Linked DNA regions of Anser cygnoides: region 2 is linked to region 1. A link is a contact called in public Hi-C data. All regions are on one chromosome and are shown on one strand. The core of a region is the stretch at or near the end of the contact, and the rest is flanking DNA. Distances in the headings are between cores, read along the strand shown. Region 1 holds the start of VEGFA (vascular endothelial growth factor A). Region 2 holds the start of LOC106029739 (epoxide hydrolase 1-like).

Region 1 (5,829 bases), core at 1,064-3,563:
TTTCTTCAGAAACTCTTTGCAACAATTAGTTAAAAAAAAAAAAAGAAAAAAAGAGAGAGAGCAAAGGAAAAAAGGATTCTTTTGCAATGTTTGAACAACACCCACCATTCCTCTGAAGAAACGTGATCCCTGAGGGGACAGGGATTATATCCTTCCCCAGGGTTTTGCCTGGGCTGGATTTCTCCCCTCGCCCAGGGGTGCAGGATGCCCCGCAGCCGTGGGGCTGGGTGGGAGCTGGGGAGGCTCCTGGCTCGGACCGAGCTGCCACCCGCCTGCCAGCCTTCCTCGGGATCGGCAGGACCCCGGCGACTTTCCCCAGTACCGCACGAAGGGGTGACACAAACCGGTTAAAAAAAAAACAAAGGGAAGAATGGGTCTAAGATGTGCCGAGAGCAAAGATTTTATTCGGATTTATTTTTATGTTTTGTGTGTTCCCCTCAGCCAGCAGGTGCCTCTATAGAGCCAACGCTTTGCCTGTATCAGTGGGAGTCTGTGGCACAGTGCTGGAATACCTGCTTTCTAACGATGATATGGCCTTTTCTTTCTTCGGTGTCTTTTTCCCCTTCCCCTTCCTCCAGCCTGTGGCGAGCCCCAGGAAGCTGCCGGTCTGGACTTCCACCCCGTCCACCACCGAAGGTCCTTGGGGGACGGCGGCAGGAGGGAGACCGATCTATGTCGACACGCGTGTGTTGCTACTATATCCCACAGGAGGAAATTTCGCGGGTGACACGAGCGAAGGAGCTCGGTTGGCGAATGCCTGCGGTAACCCCGGGGAGACGGAGACACCTTTTTGCCCTTCAAATACCTTCCCAGAAAGCGGGACGGGGTTTGCCCGGCAAGATCTCCAGTATAATGCCCTTCTGCAGGCAAAGGCTGGTGCGGGCAGGCCCCACGACCTAGGGGGGCTGGAGCTGGATACAGAGAAATAAAACCCAACCGAGGATGCGCCCCCTCCCCTTTGACACGTAGGTGCTAAGAAATCACCGCAGCTGCAAAGCAAAGGGCTTGGGGGGCCGGGCGGCGGCCGGGATGGCAATTTGTCCCCTGCTGCCCCCTCCCCCCAAATGGCTCTGCTGGACTTTGGAGCGATTCCCACGGGCGGGCGAGGTGAATTTTGACCCGAACTCACGCATCGCTCGGCGGGGCAGAAAGCGCGCCCGTGGGGCTGCCGGGGTGGGGCGGGTGGGGGAAAAAGGTGGGCGCGCATCGTGGGAACCGCGGGTGGGGGACGGGGTGGGGGACACGATCCCGAGTGGGGCGAGCTTTGGGGGGGGGGGGGGGCGCGCCGCGCACCCCCTTTTACCTCCGTGGCCTTTTCGCCCAGAGCCGCAAGGACGAGAGGGGAGGGGAAGGAGGGAGGGGAATCGCCAGAGAGGGTGGGACTTCGGCGGAGCGTCTCTCCCCGCGGCCGCGCCGAGCAGTTGCAGAGCGCCGGCGAGCGGGCGGTGGGGCGGGCGCTGCGCGGGGAGCGGGCGCTGCGCGGAGCCGCCGCTGGAGTGCGCGGAGCCGCCGCTGCCGCGGCGCCGGGGGGCGAGGAGCGCACGCCGAGCCGGCGGGGGACAGCGCGCCGCGGGAGCACCTCAGCCCTCCCCGGGCACCGGGACCTGCGCTTGGCTCGCCGCCTTGCTTTATCCTCCTCCCGTTTAATTGAATTTTTTTTTTTTTCCCCCCCACCTATACTTTGGATTTTTTTTTTTTTCTCTCCCTTTCCTGCAGAGCCCCCCCCCCCCCCCCCCCCCCCCCCCCCTTTTCCCCTCTTCTCCGCCCCGGTTGCCTCCCTCTCCAGCCAGTTTGGATTTTTTTTTCTTTTTCTTTTTTTTCGCCCTCTTCTGATTTTTTTTTTTTTTTTAAAAAGCGGTGGACGGCCGAGCGGCGGCGGGCTCAGCCCCTTCCATCCCCCCGGCGGGGGGAGGCAGCCGCCGCGAAGAAGAGGTGGGGGGCGCGCAGGAAAAGAGATGCATTGAAACTTTTCCCCGCAAACTTTGGCGTGAGTGCGCGAAGCCGAGAGCGAGCGCGGCGCGGGTGCCTCTGCCTGCCCCGGTTGCCGCTGTGGAGCTCGGATTGCCCGGCGGCGGGGGCCGGGCGGCGGCGGCGGGGCGGCCGCGGAGCCTGCGCTCGGCCCGGCGGAGCGCCCACCGGGAGCAGCAGCGGGGGCCGCCGGCGGAGAGCCGGCCTTATGGAGGGGTGAACGCGGACGCCCCGAAGAGGAGCCCCCCTTCCCCCGGAGCCCCTCGCAGCGCCCGGCCGGCGGCACCCCAGGAGGGCACGGAGGAGGCGCGGGCGAGAGCGCGGCGGGGCGGCGGCGGCGGCGGCGGCGGGGCGGCGGCGGAGGCGAGGCGGAGCGCGGCGGGCCCCGTTCCTCCGCGGCGTGCGGCGGCAACCATGAACTTTCTGCTCACTTGGATCCACTGGGGGCTGGCGGCGCTGCTCTATCTGCAGAGCGCGGAGGTAAGCGGCGGGACGGGGCTTTTGTGCCCCCGCGTGCGGAGGGGAAGGGGTTGGGGGGGCGGGAAAAATTAAGAAAAAAAATGGTTTTTTTTCCTTTTTTTTTTTTTTTTTTTAAAAATTTATTCCCCCTTCCCTCGGCTCCCACCTGCTCGCTGTGCCCGTGCGAGGGGGGCGAGGCGCGGAGGGGCCGCGCACATGTGCGCGCATTGCACGCCCCCGCCGTGGGGCTCCGCGGGGCCGGGGCGCTGCGCGGCGCTGCGCGGGGCAGGGAAGGGAAGGGAAGGCAAAGGAGGGGAGGCAGCGCGCTGGCTTCTTGCATCAGCCTCTCTCCTGCCGGCCTCGGCTCTCCTGACATTGCAAAAGGGTGTTTCGGCGGTATTTGCCTTGGGTCCCGGCTCGGGTTCGCGCTGCCTTGTGGAGTTCAAAATACCTAGCTGGAAAAACAAATAGAGATCAAAGAGGACAAAATGGATCCTGAATTTCTTCCAGATTGATTTTTTTTTTTCAAAATGCATATCTCCTGCACCGAGATTACAAAACCCCTCGTTTTTCCCTTCTCTCCTTCCTCGGTCACTTTTACTTTTGCCTCATTGTCATTCCTGAGCGATTAGAAACCGACTCTTCCTCCTTGTCTTTCTCTCCTTTAAAAAAAAAAAAAAAGGAGAGAGAAAAAGAAAGGCAGCTTTCTGTGCAAACCTGTCCTATAAATCTGTTTTCAAAAGAGTCAAGAGGGCTGTGTTGCCAAGAGATATTAAGGGGTTTAGACAGAGTGCCCACGTGAAAGTGGCTGTATGCTAGGCAGGCGTGGATTATGTTTTAAGGGCTGTAAGGAGCTAGTTCTCCCCTGCCATTCCTCCTCAGCTCTTGGCGAGAATGCGGGCCAGATCATCTCCCACTGTCGTGAACATAAACGTCGCTTGCAAACTAATCAGTTATTCACATTGTTTGTTCAGCACCGATGCTGGAAGGTAACTCCCCAATTAGGAGCCATTTCAGCTGTAACCGAAGTCATGCAGGCACTGCACGCTTTGTTTCTAGCCTGTTATATCTCTACTTTCTCCAGTGACAGCCGCACGTTAGGCTGTGCTCGATGGGAACCGAGGCTGAGCTCTCATTAGAGCGTGTCACGGAGCAGCTCCGTGCAGCCAGCCTGCCAGATTTGGCTCGTGGGACGATTCTTTCCGCTCTCCAAGAGTTTTTCCACCGTCACCGAAAACAGGGCTTCTTTGCCTCCCAGCTCCTCAGTAAACTTGCAGAGCAGCGTCTGTTCCCTGGCTGTAGGTTAGACAACTCCGGGTCGGTGTCTAGTGATAATACCCTTCAACCCTCCCCTTGCTCCTTCTCCCCTCCCCTTCCTCTTCCCCGGAGATGAAGCTGCGGATCAGGTAGGGTCCAGGTCTGCCTGTCCTCGGGAGTCGCGTGAAAGCCTCATGCTGCCTTTTCTCCCAGGCGGGAGGATGGTGCTGCTGAGAAAAGACAGAGGGTAACAGTGGGGGGGGAAAAAAAAAGAAAGAGTAGGGAAAAATTCCGGGGTGGCGTGGGAAATGTGGGGTGGTGGGAAGCGTTGCGGGGATAATTGCACGAGAGATCGCGAGATGTTCAGACAGCCGGGTGATGCGGGCCATATAAGTGCTCAGACAGACAGACGGTGAGGTCTGTCCTTCAGTTCTGTCCTTATTTGTCCGTTGGTCGCCTGGGCACCACGGTGATGGGAACGTTGGAAATACCAGCAGATCTCACGTAGGCAGCTTGACGATGGCTCTGGGCACGGCAGAAAGCATGACTCTTCACGTTGGGACTAGGGTTTTGTGCTTTGATGATAATATTTATCTGTAGTGTTAATCAGGCTGTCGTGCTGAATAAAACCTATCTAGCTAGCCAGGCGCGTTGGAGAGAATTAAAGAAAAGCCCTGGCAGAGGCTGAGCTGGGAAGGCAGGGTCCAGCGCGTGTCAGGCTGCTTTCCTGAAGGCGAGGGAGGAGGGACGCAGGAATCACGGTGCTCCCCCGGAGAAGGCGGCAGGGGGATGGCTCCTGACCGAGGGAGCTGGTACGGTCGCTCCTGCAGCGAGGCCGGGACAGCGGGGAATTGTGTCACGGCCCGGGCTGGGTGGCGCTGATGCCACAGGTGTCTGCCTCTGCTCGTGGCACCAGCCCTTCCGTGCGGGAGAGGGAGGGAGAGGTGGTTTTGCAGTGCCACCCTCCCAGCTGTTGGCCAGCGGGCGTGTATGTAGCCCCGCAGGGTGCGGGAGGTTGCGTTTTTGTCCCCTTCCAGTCCCCGGTTTCCTAGAGAATGGGGGAAGGCAGGTCCTTCCCCATCTTCCTTTGTCCAGGGGTCTCGGCGGCGGCATGGTGGCGGGTGCATGCTGGTGGGGGGCTGAGAGCTCATCCCTTCCCACGCCGAACCGTGGAGGGACCTGGCTATACCAGCTGTATTGCCACAGGGAACAGGCAGCGATCAGACACGGAGGGAGGGAGAGCGAGCCTGTGACCAGACTGCTAATGATCACACACCCACCAGCCGCGCTGCCTTCGGCGTGCCTCTGCGCCAGGCCCCGCTGGGAGCCCCCGGAGCCTGCCTCCCGAGCCCCCTGGCAGCCAGGACACCACGGGTCACCTTCCCCAGAGCCGCTGCGGGCCCGCGGTCCGGGGACACGCCGGGAGGAGGAGGGCTCCTTCAGGAGCAGGGGAGAGGGGAACCCATGCTGGGGTCTCGGAGGGGCTCTCCGATTCCTGAGCGACCCCGAATCGGGTCTCTAGTCCGTCCTGCTCCGTGTCAGAGGTGCCTGCGCCGTGCTGGCAGCTCGCGGGATTACTGATCTCCGTCTGTAGGTACAATGGGGAAGGAGTGCAGCGAGTCCCCCCACCGCTTAAGTAGAAACCGCTGAGAAGAATTTCTAGCGCCTAAGATGAAAAGTGCCTTAACTCCTGTCCCAGAGCCCCTCTCAAAGTGGATGGATTGTTTGTTCCAGTCCTAAACAGTTACAAAGCTCTTTTAATGAGGCTGCACAGATTAGGGGGAGGGGAAGGGAGAGAAAGAGTCCTGGTGGTGGTGGTGAGGGGGGTGATGGCTGGAGAGGAATGACTTGATTAACCTTTTCTCTCCCTTCAGAGAGTAACTTGCTTCGTACTGGCACTTGGAGGAGAAGGGGGGTGGGGAAGGTGCAGATACAGACAGTGTGAGGCAGGTTTATTTGCTCGGGAGGGTTTTACCCCACTTCAGGATGTGCATTCACTGCGACCTGCAAAGGGCACAAAAAGGAGCTTCCCCCTGGTCAGCCCCATTCTCTGGGGGCATTTTCCCTGCTCTCGAGCCCAGGGCTTGCTTCCACACCTCTGTGAAATGCTGAAAATCTATTGGAAACAAATTGTGTTACCGAGCT
Region 2 (5,829 bases), core at 1,302-3,801, 180 kb before region 1:
AGCAATCAGTCCCAAATGAATGGTACTTTCCTTTCCCTCTGACCTGTGGCTCAAGCTCTGCAGCTTTGCCTGGGGATTAGGAGTTGTGCCTGTTGCAGGGGGCTGCAGGAGGACTACAAATGAAAATTTGTTGTTGTCATATGGAGGTGGGAAAGGACTATGCTGTATTCTAGGTCGGGTGTTAAATGAAAAGTGGAGGGCTTGGCTATTTCACTCACCTGATGCGGGATAAGATGCTCTCCCTAAATAAAAGAGAAAAAGAAAAAAAAAGATCCTTACAGACTGATCGTGTTGTCTGAATAGTACCAATCTTTGGGGAGAGTGCAAAGAACCTCATCTGCCTTGGGATTGTGAGCTCTTTAGCCACACGGACACATCCATAATTTTTCTTGTACATTTGGATGAGAAAGAGAGGGAGTGCAGAGGCAATGTTTCTTGGCTGCGTGCTAGCTAGATATCTTGTTTAAATAATATTACCTCCTTCAGCACAATTTAGATAAAAGGCCCTAAACAGACGGGTAGGTGTCCTTGCAGTCTTTCATCCTACGAGTGGCTGTGATACTTCAGCCAGGAAAATCAGTTATTTTGACCACTGCATGGAGATAGGCACAAAGCCCTGCAGGGAACTTTTAAGATCAAGGTTCACTCTGCTCCCAGCCACGCTGTGCTCATTGTGCCACAGGGCTGGCACGAGGAGAGGCTTGTAGGACCTTTACCTGCTCAGATTTCAGTGAGTTGCTATACCTTTCCTACTTCTAATGACTCCTAAGTAGATACTGAGCTTTTAGGTCTTATCTGCCTGCAAGAAAAATGAAAATTCCTCCTTGGTTCTATTTTAGCCTGATGGATTGTCTTGCAAGAATAGTTACTTCTGGAAAAAACTAGAAGTAACAAGAAAAAGTTTTGCCGCTCCACCTTACGGAAGGTGGCTGAAGTAGGGAGCTGTTTGGCGTCATAATTAAGGTATCTCAAAACAAATACAAGGGCACAAATCTCCATGAAAACACACACCCATTTGCTGTTTCTTTTTACCTGCTATCATTTCCCACCACTACCTGTGGCAAATAATCTGGTGCCTATACTGGAGACCGTAGCAGTCCCCATGGCAATTTGGTAATGATCTCTGATATCTGGTGTGTGATTTTTAAGGAGGTACCTCCTTAAACAGCTCCCTGCCAAGGCAAAACAAAGCTTCTGTAAGCAAACAATGTCACCCTCCACCTCACGGAGGCTGAGCAGCTTATGCAACAGGTAATAATATCCCTGTGCACTTACATCCCAGACTTTAGTGAGTCGGAGGCATGAAACAAGTTATTGTGGCACTAGCACCAGCTCAGCGCTGTTAACAAATCAAGCACGCCAGAGACACAGCTCTCCGAGCAACAAAAAGCAAGGTTCGGTCTAGTACAACCTCCTCCCCAGTCACGCTCAGGAGAAACCAGCTGCGTGCTCCCCACACCCTCCGATGGCTTGGCTCAGCCTGGGTTACCCTGCAGGGCTTTCCCCGACCCCAACCACAGCAGAGCCCTGTTTGGGGCCTTCCTCCCCACCCCGAGGGCATCTCACCAGGCGTTGGGAAGGACCTCCTGCCACATGTCTGCTCCTCCTCGCCTTGCTGCAGCTCTGAGCGAAGCAACCCAGGTGTCTCCTCGGCTGGCTTTCTCTTGGCACTGACGCTCTCTCAGTGACAAGGCAAGCCACATCATTGATTGGTGCCACCTATTGCCTAAGTGTGCGCATGCAAATTAGGTTCAACAAAGTTCAACAGAGGCAAATACAAAGTCCTGCATGGGGAGGGAATAGACCTGTGCACCAGCACAGGCTGGGTGCCAAAAGCACAGAAAGCAGCTCTGCAGAGCCTGATTTGAGGTCCTCAAATGAATCACTCAAGGAGGGGACCTTCTGAAAAAGGCTAGCTATGTATGGGGCTATACAGCAAATATGTTAGCCAGCAGGCTGGCTGAAGCGATCCTTTCCTTCTCTTTGGCCCTTGTGAGACCATGTCTGGAAGCGCAGTGCTGAGGTCTGGTCTTGTTGGTAGAGGACGGAGCAGAGTGAGTCCAGTGCAGGGCCACCAGGCTGCCAGGGGCTGGAGCACATGCTGTATGAGGAGAGACTCAGACCTGTGCTTGTTCAGCCTGGAAGACAGAATGCAAATGTGTGTGTGTGTGCGTGTGTCCATCCTACTGCTGTCTACAGCTACCTAGTGGACAGCATAGAAAAAATAGAGCTAGACTCTTTCTGGGGGAGCAACAGTGGAGGGACAAAAGGTAATGGATGCTAATTGCAACAAAGGAAGTTCTGGTTAGATATTAGGATAAATTAGTTCCCCATTCAGACACTGAAGTGTGTCCCAGAAAGGACACTGGAACAGGGTCCCAGAGAAGATCTGGAATCTCCATCCTTGGAGCTATTCAGAATTTGTAAGGAGCAAGGCACTCTGCAACCTGACCTACCTGGACCTGCTCTGTGCAGGTGGTGGGACCAGCTGACTTCCACGGGTCCCTTCCAACCTGTGCATCGTGTGGTTCAATCCCATGTGCGCCTGGGATTTGCAGCAGCTGAAACAAAACAAAACAAAACAAAACATCAAAAAAGGAAAAGATAAGTTTTCTCATATACCACAGAAACTAGTGCTTTTATTTAGCTCAGGGAACTAGATTTCATTTCCCAAATGGTCAATTAAATCTTACTGGATAAAGGTTTCTTTTTTCCCAAATTGTTGCACAGTGTCCTTGCCGTGTTTCACTTCAGGGATAGCTACATTTTACTGTCAGAGGGAATGACTCCTACCTCCATGCAATGCTCAAAGTAAAGTCCCATTACCAATGAGATCTGCGGAGATCAAGTCTTGTATTGCTGTGCTGTCAAAAGAGCTATCAGGAGGAAAACCTTGTAAATCCTACATTTGGTTTAAGTTCAATTTCTTGCTACACCACGGCTATTTCTGGTTATGCCTGGGAGATGGCTGGGATTACTTAGCTTTAAGGCCTTATTTCTAAAATAAAAGCAAGTCTGGAAGCCTTTTGGAAGATGGCATCCCTGATTGCAGAGGGGGCTGTAATTAAGACTGGAGAATTACTATCAACAAGAGGAAAAAATGATCACCAGGGTGAAAGGTAGTTGAGGACCCCCGTAGTTTGACATGTTGGGGTACAACAGGCAGTGATGTTTCTAGGATTCAAAAGAGACCTTGAGAGAATTCTGTTTCTTACCTATGACTAGGAAAAGGCACAAAGGAGGAAGATCTGGCTTAAATAACTGAGAGTGAAAATATCTATTCCAGGAATGTTGGAAAAGAGCCAGCAGAGCTAGTTAAAGCGGCAGAGAAAAGATACAAGTTGCTGCCGTCTGTCTAAAAGGTTTGGGACTATCAGAACAGGTTTCTCTGAGATATAGGCGGGCACACCAAGGCCATTAATATCCTGAGGCTAAAAGGCAAAAAACAAAACCAAACCAAACCTCAAACAACCAATAAGACACAAAACAGTGATAAATCTGAAACAACTGAGATGTTAGCATGCTGTATAAAATGCAGGGTGTATGTGCAAGAGTTTGGTGAGTGCTGGAGCAAAGAGCTCAAGGGGTTCCGGAGGAAATCCTCCACTTTGGGGTACTGCAGCAGCTTGTCCATCCACTGGAAAACAAGTTTTTTTCCCCTTCTCTCTTACAACCCCTAGTGGCCCAAATGCACAACTCCAGGCAGAAACTGCTTGTTGGTGTCAACTAGGCTACCTACCCGGAGGCTGTGATGCACGTCCCATAAATGTAACTATCAGAGGAAAGGATATAGAAGAGTGTCTCAGAGCATCTCCCTGCACTGGGGCAGGATCCCTTATCCTTAATGATAGACGTTTTATCAAACCCATTTTAAAAAGCCTCCTTGGAGCACTATTAGAACATTTTCTGCCCCTGTCCCGGTGCTGTGATTTTGCTGGTCCAGCTGCTGTTCTGGCATGGGAAGAAAAAGAAAAGAAAAAAAAAAAGAAGAATTGTTATATAGTATTTCAGTATTGCATCTGTCTAAACTTTAAAAGGCTCTCATGTTTCCATTGCACAAATCCCATGTGAACAGAGGGCTTGTTTCCTCTCTCTCCCTTGCTTTTGCCACCAATCAGCAGTATCACGCCTGCACAAACAATAGAAAATATGCACATGGAAATGTAACCGTAATGCATTTTTCCCACCTGTTTCAGCAGCGGGATACAAGCAGGAGCAGCCAAACACAAGATAACCTGCCAGCTCTCCCAGGGCCATTCACAGTGCTGCCGGAGGGAGAGCCCAAAAAGCCCAACCAGAGCTTAAGCGAGTGCCAAAAAGAGGCACTCGCAGCACTTCTGCAAATAATGGGTGCCCTCTGGTGGGAAGAGGAGCTCAGAGTGCACAAAATAACCACTTTTTTTTTTTTTTCTTTTTCTTTTCCCTGTTTGAGCACTTTGTGGTTTTCTCATTGTCCTTTGCACATAATTGGAATGGAAGCCTCCTAAATGCCATTAGTTCCAAAACCCGAGACGTGGGGAGGAAAGTTGGTGATTTCTGGTTATGAAATGAGATTGTGAACAGAGTTAAGACTGGAGCACAAAAGCTTTGCCTGCAGCTGTTTTATAGCTTGAGATGCTGGGCTAACTCGTAAATGATCATTCTGACCCTTAGGTCGATTACAAGCCCCTCACTGATATTTATGCTCCTGGCTGTAATGCTCTGCCCTTCACCTTTCTGTATGAAGAATTCACTATATAATTCTCCTCTTGCATGTGCAAAATCAGGTTCGCTGTCTTGAGACTATTACTGGAGAGCAAAGACTGTGCAGTAACAGGGGATCTTTAGGAATGTGGTCTCCTGACATACACCAAGAGCAAGCTGTCTTCTTTTTAGTTGGTGAGTGGCCACTTGGCAAGCTGCTGGCTGCTGATGCTGTTGCAGGGCAGGGCAATGCCTGGGAGCCTCAGGGCTGCCCTTTTCCCTTTTCAGGCTGTCATGCAACCCTGCTCGACCCATGGCATCACCTGATGATACCCACCTTCTCTGTGACACTCCATTTTCTTCGTTTTCTTTTAAGAAAACTCCTTAAAACTAATGAAGCTTTCCTCAGCTTGACAGGACCTTTGCTCCCCCAGACCAAAGACAGCTCCAGATACTGAATGCAGCATTTCCCTGCATGAACTCTGGAGGGGAACAGTCTGCACAACCCAACGGGTCCAAGCTGGGTCTGCTCGTGCACGCACGTCTCTTTCCACAGGTGTTGTATGAAAACAACACTGCCCAGCAATGGGATCGCACAGGAAAGACTGCAGAGCTTCCCACATGTGGCTGTGTCCTGGAGGCCAAGGAAGAGCCCCAAGCGTGTCTCCCTGCCCACAATGGATGGGCAGAGGTTTCACCTTCCTGGCGAGACCCCGGGGAGTGCAGCTGGTCAGCGGAAGATTTGCTTTTCACCAAAATCTGCTTGAGCCCTGAATGGCTGCCTCTGTGTTCGTCCTCAGTGATTACATCCCAGAGGAAACACTGAACTCCTAAGCGCTTCCAAGCTGTTAATTCCTGAATTGTATTAACAAGAGCCAGACCAAACATCTGAGAGCAGATCGCAGCAACACCTCACTCCTGCCTCCACCAGCAGCCAGCCCACGAGGCTGCTCCACGGTATTTTATATAAAACTCAGATGGCAGGAGCAATGAACAACTTGGAAGGGCCATGGACAACCTCTCCTCTTCCCTCCTCCCCCTTCACAAATGCTCCTTTCTTGCCTAGAAAGCCCATCTTCATTTCTTCAGCTCTCTTCTGCAAGTACCCCCCTTCCCCATCTGTTTAGTCCTTTGCACTGCAGTGTA

Evidence for each region. Hi-C and Micro-C count contacts between places; a contact is called where the count stands out from the background.
Region 2: a contact with region 1 is called in a Hi-C map of liver, with 1.8 times the contacts expected there. The contact joins the promoter of LOC106029739 here to the promoter of VEGFA in region 1. A contact is called at or near these places in 2 of 7 Hi-C or Micro-C datasets (both in liver).

The regions. Positions count from the first base shown.
Region 1 is chr3:34,258,185-34,264,013 of Taihu_goose_T2T_genome, reverse strand. It overlaps VEGFA (vascular endothelial growth factor A), which reads left to right and starts at 2,313. Exons shown (of 6, transcript XM_066993857.1): 1 at 2,313-2,448. The coding sequence starts at 2,383.
Region 2 is chr3:34,437,535-34,443,363 of Taihu_goose_T2T_genome, reverse strand. LOC106029739 (epoxide hydrolase 1-like) reads right to left here and starts at 2,551. Exons shown (of 11, transcript XM_013171012.3): 1 at 2,457-2,551; 2 at 1,567-1,726; 3 at 219-242. The coding sequence starts at 1,706.